2 separate regions of the Arachis hypogaea genome follow, and region 1 is linked to region 2. Evidence: chromatin contacts called from public Hi-C data. All regions are on one chromosome and are shown on one strand. The core of a region is the stretch at or near the end of the contact, and the rest is flanking DNA. Distances in the headings are between cores, read along the strand shown.

Evidence for each region. A called contact is a pair of places that touch in the nucleus more often than the background predicts.
Region 1: a Hi-C map of an unstated tissue shows a contact between it and region 2, with 4 times the contacts expected there. The contact joins the enhancer-like site here to the promoter of LOC112704124 in region 2. A contact is called at or near these places in 2 of 8 Hi-C or Micro-C datasets (leaf and an unstated tissue).

The regions. Positions count from the first base shown.
Region 1 is chr7:70,061,607-70,068,559 of arahy.Tifrunner.gnm2.J5K5, forward strand. No RefSeq gene overlaps it. Among protein-coding and RNA genes, the nearest start is that of LOC112704357, 37 kb to the left of the region's middle. Within about 2 kb of position 5,570, at least 2 of the 3 cell types and tissues checked have open chromatin away from gene starts, as enhancers often do.
Region 2 is chr7:69,942,986-69,950,081 of arahy.Tifrunner.gnm2.J5K5, forward strand. It overlaps LOC112704124 (protein EPIDERMAL PATTERNING FACTOR 2-like), which reads left to right and starts at 5,258. Exons shown (of 3, transcript XM_025755668.3): 1 at 5,258-5,529; 2 at 5,943-5,992; 3 at 6,200-6,626. The coding sequence starts at 5,430. The coding sequence ends at 6,394.

The sequences.
Region 1 (6,953 bases), core at 4,320-6,819, 120 kb after region 2:
ACTCTAAGAAGCTTCACATCAATATTCTTTTTGCTGAGGTTTGGGAGCAATGGTCTCTATATACTGGAACAAACCTCTCTGATGCTGAGAGAGGTGAACTAGTGATGAGGTTACAGAAGAATTACATGATTATCAAGATCTTTCAAGCTCCACTACCCCTTGACAAAAGAGGTACTGCCATGCAGAGTACAATACTGAAGCCTCCTTCCTTGGTGAAAACTCATACAGTTTTCCTAGACATCAAACTTAAGTTTGATGTTGGGCAGTCATCACCCACCAAGGAGGAAGGTCCCAAGAAGAAGATGCAAAGGGGATGGAGAAACAGTAAAACCCTTACCCTAACAAGTAAGGAGAATCAAGCTGATCACACTAAAAGAAAGCTTGTTAGGAGGAATTCAAATCTGAGGGAACTAATCTCCTCCTCTTCTCCCATGGAGTCATTTCTGTTAACCAACTAGAAGAAGAGGAAGAAAGTTAGCAATCGAGTGTCAAGCTAATGACATTAAAGAAGCGCTTGTTAGGAGGCAACCCAACCATGAGTAGAGTATTTGTGTTCTTATTTCTTTTGTTTATTTTAATTTGAGTCTATTTTAGTTTATTTTTAGAGCTTTCCCTTACTTTTTAATGTTTTTGATCATGTGCAGTAGTTAGAACAGAAATAGAAACAGTCAGAGCTGAAAATAGAACACTATGAAGTAGAGACTTTGATGTCGTTGAACGCCAGACAAGGGGGCCAGAGTGGGCGTTCAACGCCCAAGAGGGAGCACATAGCTGGCGTTGAACGCCAGCTAGTGAGCATGAAGCTGGCGTTGAACGCCAGCCAGGGGGCAGAGACCTGGCGTTGAACGGCAGGAAGGAGCACCCCAATGGGCGTTCAACTCCCTATAAGGAGCATTAAGCTGGCGTTGAATGCTAGCCAGGAGCAGGATCTGGGCGTTCAAAGCCCACAAGGGGGCAGGGAATTCGAATTCCCTAGCCTTCTAGGACCAGTGGGTCCCACAAAAACTCCACCTATCCCACCTACCTCACCTTCTATCTCTCCCTCTTTTTTTCATTCTACTCCCTCATTCCCAATTGTTCATATTTTCTCATGGACGAGCAAAACTCTTAAATTTGGTGTTACAAAAGTTGTTTTTTGACTTCTACCACTCCTAAGTATGTCACCTATGCAATTCAGCCAGAATTTTCATAGAAGGAGACATCCCCATTAAGGAGGACAAGCTCATCACTAAAAGAAGGATGGAGCATGTTAAGAGAAACGGCACATAGATCACAGCAAGACCATATGGAGCCGCCTCAACAAAAAATCCCTGAGATACCTCAAGGATGTATTTTCCTCCCCAAGGTTATTAAGACCAATTGCACACTTCTCAAGGAAAATTGAGCTCCAGCATGGATCAACTAATGATGGGACATCAAGAACACTCCACCATCCTCCATGACATAAGTGAAGATCAAAGAGCCATGAGGGAAGAACAAAGAGCTATGAGGGAAGAACAACAGAGCCAGGGGTGTGACATAGAGGAGATCAAACACTCCATTGGATCCTTTAGAAGGAGTAGTAGCCACCATCACTAAGGTGGATTTGTTCCCTTTACTCCCCTATTGCCTATGTTATTTTTCTATTTTCGATGTATTTTGTTTTATTGTCTGTTTCTAGTGCATGATCATATGTCTTTATGTCTTAAAGCTAGGAAATATTCCATGAATGTCTCACCTTGCTTAAAAGAAAAATTATTTTATTGAAAAAGCAAAGTAAGATGCATGAGTTTCGAGTTTTATATTAATAATAGTTCAATTATTTGATGTGGTGGCATTGCTTTTGTTTTCTAAATGTATGAAATAAAAAGTGGATATTTGATGTTGGAGTTAAGAATATTAGCTCTTGAAGGAATGAGGATAAAAGTAAAGTATTACTGGTGATCTGAAAAATTCTAAAATTAATTCTTGAAGCAAGAAAAATCAAGAAAAATTCTAATATATATATATATATATATATATATATATATATATATATATATATATATATGCGGAAAAAATGCGAAAAAATATAGCAAGAAAAATAAGCCAATAGCTCTTTAAACCAAAAGGCAAGAGCAAGGATCCGAGACTTTGAACATCAATGGTTAGGAGACCTAAAAGAAATATCATAGCCTAGGCAGTTCAAATGAGCTACTTCCCTAACTATATGCTTATGGTGTGAAGGTTTCAAGTGAAAAGCTTGAGACTGAGCAGTTAAAGTTGTGGTCCAAAGCAAAGAGTGTGCTTAAGAACTCTGGACACCACTGGCTGGGGATTCTAGCGAAGTTGAATCACAATCCGAAAGGGTTCACCCAGTTAAGTGTCTTTGGCATTTATGTATCCGGTGGTAATACTGAAAAACAAAGTGCTTAGGGTCACGGCCAAGACTCTAAAGAAGCTGTGTTCAAGAATAAAAAAGAACTTAACTAAGAGAATCAATAGTATCATCTAGATTCTAAGTTCCTAAAGATGCCAACTATTCTAAGCTTCAATGGAAAGTGAGATGCCAAAACTATTCAGAAGAAAAAAGCTACTAGTCTCGCTCATCTAATTGAAACTGAGCTTCATTGAGAACACTTAAATTTATTGCATCCTTCTATTTCTTTTTATCCTACTTTGTTTTTGGTTGCTTGGGGACAAGCAACAGTTTAAGTTTGGTGTTCTGATGAGCGGATATTTTATACACTTTTTGGCATCAATTTCATATAGTTTCCATTATGTTTTGTTAAAGTTTTATTATGTTTTCATAGGTTTTATTGCAAAATTCACATTTCTGGATTCTACTTTGAGTTTGTGTTTTTTATGGTGATTTCAGGTATTTCTGGCTAAAATTGAGGAGCTTGAGCAAAAGTTTGATTCAGAGACCGAGAAAGGACTGCAGATGCTGTCAAGATCTGACCTCCATGCCCTCGAAGGAGCTTTTCTGGAGCTACAGAAGTCCAAATAGCATGCTCTTAATGGCTTTGGAAAGCTGACGTCCAAGAATTTTCCGAAATATATAGTCCATACTTTGCTTTGGAAATGAAGGCCCAAAACTGGCATTCAACGCCTGCCACCAGCCCCATTCCTGGCGTCTAGCACCCACAGGGGAGCAGTTGGCGTCCAACGCCCAAAAGGGAGTCCCTAGCCAGCGTTCAATGCTTTTAAGGGGTACTAACACGTGGAGACACCCTTGGCTCAACCCAAACACTCACCAAGTGGGCTCGGAACGTGGATTTTTGCACTACAAGACTAATTTATCTGATTTCTGTAATTCTTAGTTAGCATTTTAGTATTTATAAGAGCAGATCACCCTTGTTCGGAATCTTCTTCTCCCCCATTCGAACCTTTCATATTTTTTTTTTGTATAACATGAGTCACTGACCTCCTAAGGTTAAGATTAGGAGCTCTACTGAGTTTCATGGATCAATAATATTACTGTTTTCATTCAATATGTCTGATTCTATTCTCTTATGCAACCTCGTTCTTCATCTTATGAATTGAGGGTGACCCGTGACAATCACCCTTGTTCTACATGGGTTCCGTGCGATTCCTGACTCGGATTGTGTTGAACTAAAGCTAGAGATTACATTGCGGATTCCAATAGAGTATCTGAGCAATATTGGATATGTGACATATAATCCCGTTGACTATGGGTGTGTGAGGTCTCTGTGGCGTTAAGGCTAGGGTAAGAGAAGCAGCACTTTCTGATCCGAAAGATCTGCCTTGTCTGTGGCACCTTGAGTAGGATCGTGAAGGGGAGTGGATTGCTTAGAGCTTCATCTTCTGCTACAGTGAGAAACCTAAAGGTGGCTTGATAAGAGGACATGAGTTATCTCAACGTGGTGGATTGCTGCAGTGAAAGAGGTTAACTTGATGAGAGGACATGAGTTAATTACTTATGAGTGTTATTGAATGAATCAGAAGGTTATTGAAGAAGACAGTAAGAAAAGTTAATTCGGAAAGACAAAGCATCTCTGAAGTCTCAACCATTTTATCACCATTGAATTCCTATCTACCTAGTAATATTCTATTTATCTGTTTTATATGTTTTTTGTGACAGACTATAATTTCTATCCACCTAACTAAGATCTACAAGATATCCACTACTTGTTCAAACTAACAATCTCCGTGAGATCGACCCTGACTCACCTCAGGTATTATTTATACGACCCGGTATACTTGCCAGTTTATCTGTACGAATTATGCGAAGCCAGTTTCATGCACCAATACACAAAATGAAATCCGAAATCTCAACACTTACTTAACCGAACTAGTGAGTGTTGCTTTGCATTGTCCATAAATTGGTTCACATAATCTTCGAAGAAATATCCCACATTCAATCACTATGTTAATTTGTCCCTTATTGAAACGGTAGTGAAATCCCATCTTTCTTTATTTTCCCTTATGAATTAATGCCAATTATTCCATGGTGGAATTTGAAAGATGAAAACCTACTCATCCGTGCCATTGAAGAAAACAATTAAGAACCCCATAATACATATGGTCCTACATAGGGACCATCCTCTTAATTAGGATTCCTTGATTGTGGTTGTGGTAGCAATGGCAATGGACATGCATGAGACACAGGGAACGGATGGTTGTGAATACTAAAATAAGTAGGCGACCAAAACCAAATTTTTTGGTTTTAAATTGATGGGCTTATTTAATAGGCCAAGCCCAGTCCAAAGCATGTAGGTCATGTTTGCCATCAAAATATGTTGCTCAGATGAGTTGGAACTTGATCTTAATTGCAACCTTGTCGTCATGATAGTGTGCTCATAATTATTTCTTGAAAATCAGTTTAGCAAAAATGAGAATGCCAGTTTTAATCACGATGCATTTAACAAAAGATAAAGAATAAATCAATAATCTTTTTAATTTAATTTTTTTGTGTCATATTCAGCTTTATTTATTCAATATCTAGAGTAAATACATAACCCACCTCTTTCCATTTTCATGAAAGATCCCATGGTTGTCTGGCTAAAAAAAGGGTGTGTCTCAATTCTCAAAAAATGAATAAATAAAAATTGTCTTGAGTATTTATTTTAATAATATAAAAAATGACTAATTAAATGAAAGCCGAACATTTTTTCTTTGATTTAATGGTGGATATTATCTAGTTTTTACTACCAGAAATATTACTATCAAAGCTTTTATTATTACTAAAATGATTAGAAAATTTTCTTCAAATTACTAAATGAATGAAAAATTATACAGTTTCACTTTTCAATATATATCACAAATAATAAAAACCTGTAAAAAGATAAAAATATTTAAAAAAAGGAAAAAGCAAGGAAGAAAATAATTGTCTTTCATATCTGATGAGAAATTGAGAACTACTAACCTACTTCTACTACTAGTAGTCTACCAATAAAAGGAATAGTAAATGATTCAAGGTTTTGAACGTAAACAAAAAAAAAGTTAAATTATTAGTGGGGCCAAGGAAGAATTTGGTGGTAATCCTTGTCAGAAAGCGTTGATGGTGTCTTTGGTGTGAATCATTAAAGAAAGCAAGTGGGTCGGTGGCCTGTCCTTTTGTACGGGCGTACGGTCCATACGGAAAAACCCACCTTCTTGACAACTCCGCCTAACCTATCTCTTTGGCCCCGCTTCAGTTACGCACTCTCCCCTCTCCCCTCTCCCTGCTTTTCACGCGCCACAGACATCTGCATTTTGCAGCGGCCTGCTATCACTCATCGTCATCATTCAAAACCGAATTAGTAATCGAACAGATCACATTATTAGTTTACTAGTTTACTAATTCAACTCATAAGTTATTGATTCAACCGGTAAAATCGCTCTCACACAAATAAAAAATATAAAATAATCAAAAATTTAAAATTAAAATTTGAAATACATATTTTTATTAATATTTTAAAAACAGTTAAGTCAAATTCTATAAATAACTAATACAAAGATAGACATATAATTAGTTCATACTACTATATAGTATCTTAATATAAGATACAATAAGAATAACAATTTATGAATTATATCCAAAGAATAATTTTAAGGTCTAAATATTTGTATATAATTAAATAATTATATAAATTTATTTTTTTTAGAATAAGTAATTTTTATTTTATTTTTTTATTCATTATCATTTTTTATTTTAAAATTAATTAATTTGTACTTCAGTTAAAAAATGAATTAAGTATTTCTATGTATATATATGTGTGTGTGTGGTATATATATTTTAAAAAGCATTCAAAAAGTTAAAGAAACGGATTAGTGCCGTGGTTGTTAATTTTGTCTTAATTTCAAAAGAGCAAAGTTCGACTTCCATTGCTTGCAATACATTTTTTCTAATCAGCATAACGTCACAACGTCACGCAGGTTGACCATTGACCGCGTTGTTGACCGGACCGGTTCAATTTTGAACCGTGTCAGTTTTGACCGATTTGATCGATTCGTACTGGTTTTGACCGGTTCATTTTCTTAAGCGGTCAATATATTAAAGCGAATCGGTATAAGATCCGATTCACTGGTTTTTTGGTCAAACTGACCGGTCCGGTCCAGTTTTTACAACTATACTCATCGCTATTAATTGAGGTTCTAAAAGCTAGACCATTCGTCAAACTATTTTAATTATTAATTTATTAATTTAACTAATTTAATGGTAATGTAATCAAAAAAATTATTTTATAATTAAATATTAAATAATAAATAATAAATAAATACCTTATCTCATAATTATAGATAGTATAATTGAATCACAAAATATAAAACATTACATCATTATAAAAATCACAAAACACGAAAGTACAATTAATCAATAATCATACGATCTAAACACATTATTATTGTATAAAAATCACAAAATACAACAGCATTACAATAGAGTAGTCATAGCAAATTAATAATTAATTAATCATTCAATAATTTAAATCTAAAATATAATTAAGTCATTAACTCAGTCACAATTTAAGTATAATTGAGCCATAAAACAC
Region 2 (7,096 bases), core at 4,008-6,507:
ATCGAAGCCGCGGACGTTGGCTTTCCAACGCAACTGGAACCGCATCATTTGGATCTCTATAGCTCAAGTTATGATCGTTTTAGTGCGAGAGGGTCAGGCTGACAGCTTTGCAGTTCCTTCAACTTCTTGTATTCCTTCCACTTTTGCATGCTTCCTTTCCATCCTCTGAGCCATTTCTGCCCTGTAATCTCTGAAATCATTTAACACACATATCAAGGCATCTAATGGTAATAAGAGAGGATTAATATTAGCAAATATAAGGCCAAAGAAGCATATTTTCAATCATAGCACAAAATCAGGAAGGAGAATGTAAACCCATGCATTTAGTATGAATAAGTGTATGAAAGATCGATAAAATCCACTCAATTAAGCACAAGATAAACCATAAAATAGTGGTTTATCAAGTAGCTATACTCCCTCTCATTGGGGGAGGGAGTTCTGTTGTATTTGATGGATCAATAGTGAATTGATTTTCTTCTTCTATTCATTTCTCTTTGATTTACTAGTAAATTTTTTGTTCTTCATTTCAACATTTAATTATCTTGGGAAAGAGATTGAATGTAATTGGGTTTTATGTGATCCTTGGAAGAGGAATCATAAAATCATGCTTGAAATTCTTTCTCACATTGAGTAAATCTGGATTTTGGGATTGGATATTGTGACGCTAGATCTACCCACTACTTGGATTTATGAGGATATGTGGTATAATCAGAGACCAAGCTTCATCTCTCTTCATAAGCAACTAGACCAAGGAATTGGCTATTTATCAAGATTGGGGAGATTGAGTTACCAAGGAATTGGGACTCAATCACTCATGATTGCTAAGAGGTCAATGAGTTGCATGATGTAAGAAGAGATGACATGAGATTGATTCGGAGAATATAATATCTCCTAACTCCAATGAATCTTCCCTATTCTTGTCTTCCCCTTTCTTTATAGCTTTGTTTAAATTCTGTTCATCAAACCCATTCCCCTTTACATTTCAGTTATTTAGATTTCTGCTCTCTTACTTCCATTTTTTTATGCAATTTAAGATTCCTGCCCTTTACATTTATGCCATTTACTTTGCTACACTTTACTGCTTTTCTTTAAAGTTAAGTCATTTACAATTCTGTTATTTCCAATTCTGCACTCACCATTCATCTATGATCAACTTAACTAGACTACCCTACTGACTGAAAATTGTTCAACCAATTAATCCCTGTTGGATTTGACCTTACTCTGGTGAGTTTTACTTGACGATAATTCGGTATACTTGCCGAAAGAGTTATTGTAGTAATACAGTAATTTTTCATGATCAAGTCCCGATCCAAGAATGTCCAACCCAGCTACTCGATCTGATGCTCAGTGTATATTTACAGCTCTAGGGGTATCTGAAGCTTCCTTTCAACATAGAGGCTCCGCTTCTAAAAAATGCGGGAACCTCAACTCCAAGTAGAGGTTTGTGAACTTAGACAAATCAGTGAAAGGTGTGTTTTGATTGGCTTTGTTCCTCTCACTGAGCTGTCTCTCTGAGAATGAATCTTCCATTGTTTTAGCGGTCCATGAGGATTTTTTCCCTCTTACTCGAGTTGGTAGCCTTACTCTTCCCGTTTCTGTTAGTCATCCTGAAAAGTATCAAAGGAAATAGGGATATGAAATATGATCTAAGGCATATAAAGCAGGAATATAAGCAAGCAGCATAACAAAAAAAAGGCGAATACACAATTATGAGTGAAGTGAAAGGGAGGAATAAAATTGATTGGAAGAATAAGTAAAATCACAAAGCAACTCAAGTAGCAAGCTCATTCTAATCAATCAAAATCAATCATGGTAGATTAGTTTGCCTATTTAATATAAGGAAAGTAAAAGACACATTGTTACTATGCACTTGGAAAAGGAAAAATAATTAGTCGACAAAGAAAAGAGAAGGTAATTGAACCAGAAAAATGCTAGCTGAAAAGAAAAATTAAATGTTAGGTGCATATCCAACATTATCCTTCAATTTAAGGAGTTTAAAAAAAGTCAGACAGACAAGCACACATTCACTTAACGAGTAAAGCCATATGCTAAAAATGATTGATTGAGGTATGCGTAGAGCGCATATTTAATTGAAGAAAAAGTTCACAAATCATTAAAACATAAGCTTGAGCAATTGATGATGAAGCAAGAAAAAGTTGAAAAATTAGGCGTATTTGATGAATCCATATTTGATTATGATTTTTGGTTGAAATTGAATGGATTACATCATATAAACTTGCACTTATTCCCTTGAATAAGATGATTTTGAACTTCCCTTCCAATTTGTGCTTGATTATGAAAATATGCTCTTTTGCGCCTAATTTAATCCTCTTAGAGGCTTTTTGGAGAACTAGCCGATTACTTTATGTCTGTTGGGATATTTTGGTATATACTTATATGCATGTATATATGTACATGTTCTCTGGCCGGCCTTAGCTTCGTAGGTCGAGTCTGGAGCTTGATATTCTGCACCTTTTGACTTTTTGCTCTTATTATTTATATATTTCTTTGTTCTTATTCATATTTAACTGCACCTCTTGTTGATTATCTAATAAAATTGTTTTATTTCTTAACATCTCTGCTAAATTCTAATCTCATTTTGAACGTTTAAAACGTTCTACTAATTTTGTCTTGAACATTTTATTTTGTACTATCTTTTTTTCTAATCAAAATTAAAATTTTCTTTCAAAAATATAATTTTTTCTTTATTTTATTTTTTTATCAAATTATTCTGCTATTTTTATTCTCAATCATTATAATTACTACGACTATGACTGCTAAAATTTTTTTGTTCTGTTATTGAAAAGAGGAGGAAGGGTGTTTTTGTTTTTGTGAAAAAAGAAATAATTTTTTATCGTACAATTAACATAAGGCAAAACAAGTGAGATAAAAAAAATATTTCAAACATTAGGAACAAAATTAAAGTTTAACTCAAATATTAGGAATTCAAATAATAGTGTTTTATTCACAAATTTATTTTTTCTCGAACACATGCTAATCAATATTTGAAACTTGGCGGACAATAAGCAAAAATCATACTTGAACTTATGGTTCGGTTCATGATAAAAATTAGTTTGATCAGATTAACCAAAAATTAGCCAATCAATTATGAATAAGTTAATAAAAAACCAGAAAAACAAATAAAAAAATAATAAATTAATTGAACTAGTATTTTTTAGTAGTTAATTAATTTTAAATTATAAAATATAAAAAATATTTTAAAAAAATATATTTATATATAAGTATATAAATTAGTTCGATTTCTTACTCCATAAATTCGATAATCAGTTCGATTTTTGAAATATTACTTGAACCCAAAATATTTTAAAAAAATCTAGCTTATATTTGGCCTGAACATTCAGGTTATGTGTAGTTTCATCATTCTGTTTTATTTTAATTTAATTTACCATCTTCATTTGTTTTCACTTTTCAAACAATCAAAAGTGTGTCTCAATTAATGCCATCATTCAAACCAACATTTTCTGCTCCCTTTCCTCTGATAGGTGAGCCCTACTAGTGATGCCTGCTGAGTCCCCAATCTGTTCTCCCTCAAAAAGTGTGGAATTTATTATTCAAAATTCATAAATGCTTTTTTTTTTGACTAAATGCTCTTCTTTTAATACAGGAGTCATGCTATCACTCTTGAATTTAAATTGTCATTTTCTAATGTAATTTTTTTAAATTACCCTTCAGCTTGATTATTCTTTTTATGATGATCGGAAAAAAAAAATTCATTGCAAGAATAATTTCAAATAGCATGGTATTATTAATTACGTATAAAAATATGTACAAAAATATTTTCACTCACGTAACTAAATTTCGAAGGTGATATTTTAAATTCACGATTTTTACTATTTTAGTTTTCTAAATCTAAAATTCACTATACTGATATCGAAATCTAACTTCAAATACCATATTGGTCTCCAAATTTTTTCTGAAGTTGAGTCAACAGACAAAATGTTGAATTAGTTCTGACTTATCATACTAGATAAAAGGTTAAAAAATAAAAGAAGATAAAATGATTTGCACATTATATAAACTCTTTTTCGTCTTCTCGTTTTTTGTCTTTTTTTTAATGATAAAACAAAACGATGTCGTTAGTCCTGTATTTAGAGTGACAAGTCAAATATAACACAGTATTTTTTTCACTTGATCAGTATTAGAAAAGATCTAAGAGTTATTATAGTGTTCAAACTCTAAAACTGGATCTTGGGGATTAATATACTGAATTTTGAATTTAAAAAATTAAAATAATAAAAAAAACATAAATCATTAAAATTATTGTAAGGATTTAGTCCACTCACATTGTAGCATGCAATTAAATTCAATTACAAAAAACATGACTTTTTGGTTTGATATTTATGATTGCTTTTTATTTTATTATTTTATTCTATAAAATACAGGCTGATCACCAATCAAAGCAATTAATTTTTAAATAATTTTTTAATTGATGTAATTCACCATAATACATAATTGCAGTGATGTGTAAGTATATAACTTGGTCTGCTTTTTGTAAAGTTCGAAAGCAGCTATGGTATGCAGGAGAAAATGTATAACGCTTTTCACAAGCTTCTGAAATATAAAAAAACAAAAAAAAAAACAAAAAACAAAAAACAAAAAACCAAAAATATTACTTTGCTCAACATGTGAAAAGCTCAGAGAGACAATATGTGTAACAGATTTTCTTCACAATATCCGAAATCCTTTTCAAGAGGAAATAAGGTTGTGAAGGTGTGGTCTATATATGTACACTACAAAAATATTATTTATACACTAAAATTAGCCAAATATACTTTGAAGACCTATTTTGATAGAATTCTCTAATTTAAATCTATATTCAAATTTTTTAACTCACCAATCACTCTATTAACCTGCTTGTTAAGGTTAGTAAGTTAAGGTTAATAAAGTAGTAATTTGCTACAAAAAAATAAATATTTAAAATTTTAAAATTTAACGTATTAGATCCTTGCTTTTCTTAGTGACCTTAACAAATATTGTCAGGATAGTTATTAGTAAAATTCTAATAGTTAGTAACAAACAAATGTTCATTTATTAAAAGAATTAAAAAAAAAAACAAAACACAAGGGAAAACAAAATTGGAGGACTCAACAAAAACCTGTGAAACCTTTAATTAAAGTAGGCCGTGTATCATGTGAAATGGAGCAGATGTACCACATTGCTCATTTAATAGGATCTCTTTGCATCTTCATCATTATTTCTCTCTATATATATGTATATGTGTAACACAAATCCTATTAACTCATCAACAAATCAATTCCATCTCAAAAGTACACCCTATCCTATGCTTTTTGCTTCTCACTTTCTCACTAGACTCCATATCCTCTAGTAATGAAAAATTGAAAAATAAAAGAATAAAAAAATTTCCAAGTCATTGTTAAGTTGGGAGAGTATTAGTAGTTGGTGACATTATGAGCACTTTGTCACTTGGAACCCACAAGTTTTTCCTATTTGTGATCTTCTTCATGTTGGTTTCCATTGGTTGGAGCCGTAGGGTGATTCCAAATAATGGTAAGTCAAATGCTCCTTTCCTAATTACCAATTTACTATCATTTCCCCCCCCCCCCCCCCCCCCCAGTTGACAAAGTTAATTGTGATTTTTTACCGTATATTATTTATGTAAAATTAATATATATAAAAGAGAAAAAAATTAGATAGTCAGAGATAACATAGTCCATTCCATCTATAAATCATAAGATAGTAAAATCATGAATATTTTTCAAGCAAGTTGAACATATTTCAAAATTTAAATATAGTTTAAAATTGAAATTCCAACTTCGAATTATCATTTCAAGGATCATATTATTTAAGAATTACAAAACTAATAACCTTTTATGGTTGTCACAATGTTCTTATTAAAAGGGTCTTAGTGCTACAATTTATTTTTAATTTCTTAACAGGTAACTTTTTCTCTTGTTTTGCAGTTAAGTTGAATAACTTGCAAGAGGAGGTAGCAGCAATTAGAAATAAAAAGGTTCAATTCAATAGTTTTATTACTCTCTGTATTCCTTTTTGTTTGTTATTATAATAATCTATTACCAAATTTAAAATAAAATAAAATAAATGAAGCGCATAATGTTATGTTAACTCACTTGTCTGCTTTCAAGACATATGGGATTGGATGGGATTATTTAATGGGTTCTGTATAATTTACCAAACAACCTGTATGTGACTTATGTAGGAAGAAGCAAAGGAAGATGTTGTATTGGAACAGAGTTCAACTGGATCCTCCATACCAGATTGTTCCCATGCATGTGGACCATGTTTTCCTTGCAAGAGGGTTATGGTTAGTTTCAAGTGCTCAATTGCAGAGTCCTGCCCTATAGTTTATAGATGCATTTGTAAAGGGAAATACTACCATGTACCTTCAAATTGATTGTTCATATTAGTCACTCCCTCCATTCTATAGGATCTGGTCATTTTAGTATATTCATAATTTAATCTAGTATATTCATAATTTAATGTATCTAGATACACAAAGTTATGAATATAACAAATTTTAAATGTGACGAATATTTTAAAATGTTGGGAGTTAGAATAATATTGTCAGACTGTTTCGTGCCGATTAGATATAGATTAGTAATACAATTAACTAACTCGTTCAAATATTATTAATTCTATCACTTACTTTTTGGCGAAAATTCTAAGCGCTCTAGCAATTTTTTTTCCCTCATTTTAAATTAAGTCTAGGGTTATTGTTGTCATTTTCAAGTAGAGGATCTGGGTTTTGAAATTTCACCATTTTGGGCTGATTAAATAGGTTAGGGAGGTGGGTAATGTGCACGAGGAAGAATAGAAGAGTGAGTAGCTAGGACAAATTTTGAGGAGAGTTTGTATAGTAGGATGAAGCTTTGGCTATATATTAGGCTTGTTCAATTTATTTTCTTGATTAATAGTGAATTCGTTAGCATCATTGAGACCTCCAGTACTCCATGGTACATCCTTCTGAATTTGTAATTGAAGAAAAAATAAATAGAGGTGAGATATCAAAATTCAAAACACCAATAAAGATATCACTTTTTTTTTTTTGTCGTAGAAACCACTCATACACAGTAACCTAGTCACCACTAATTAGGAC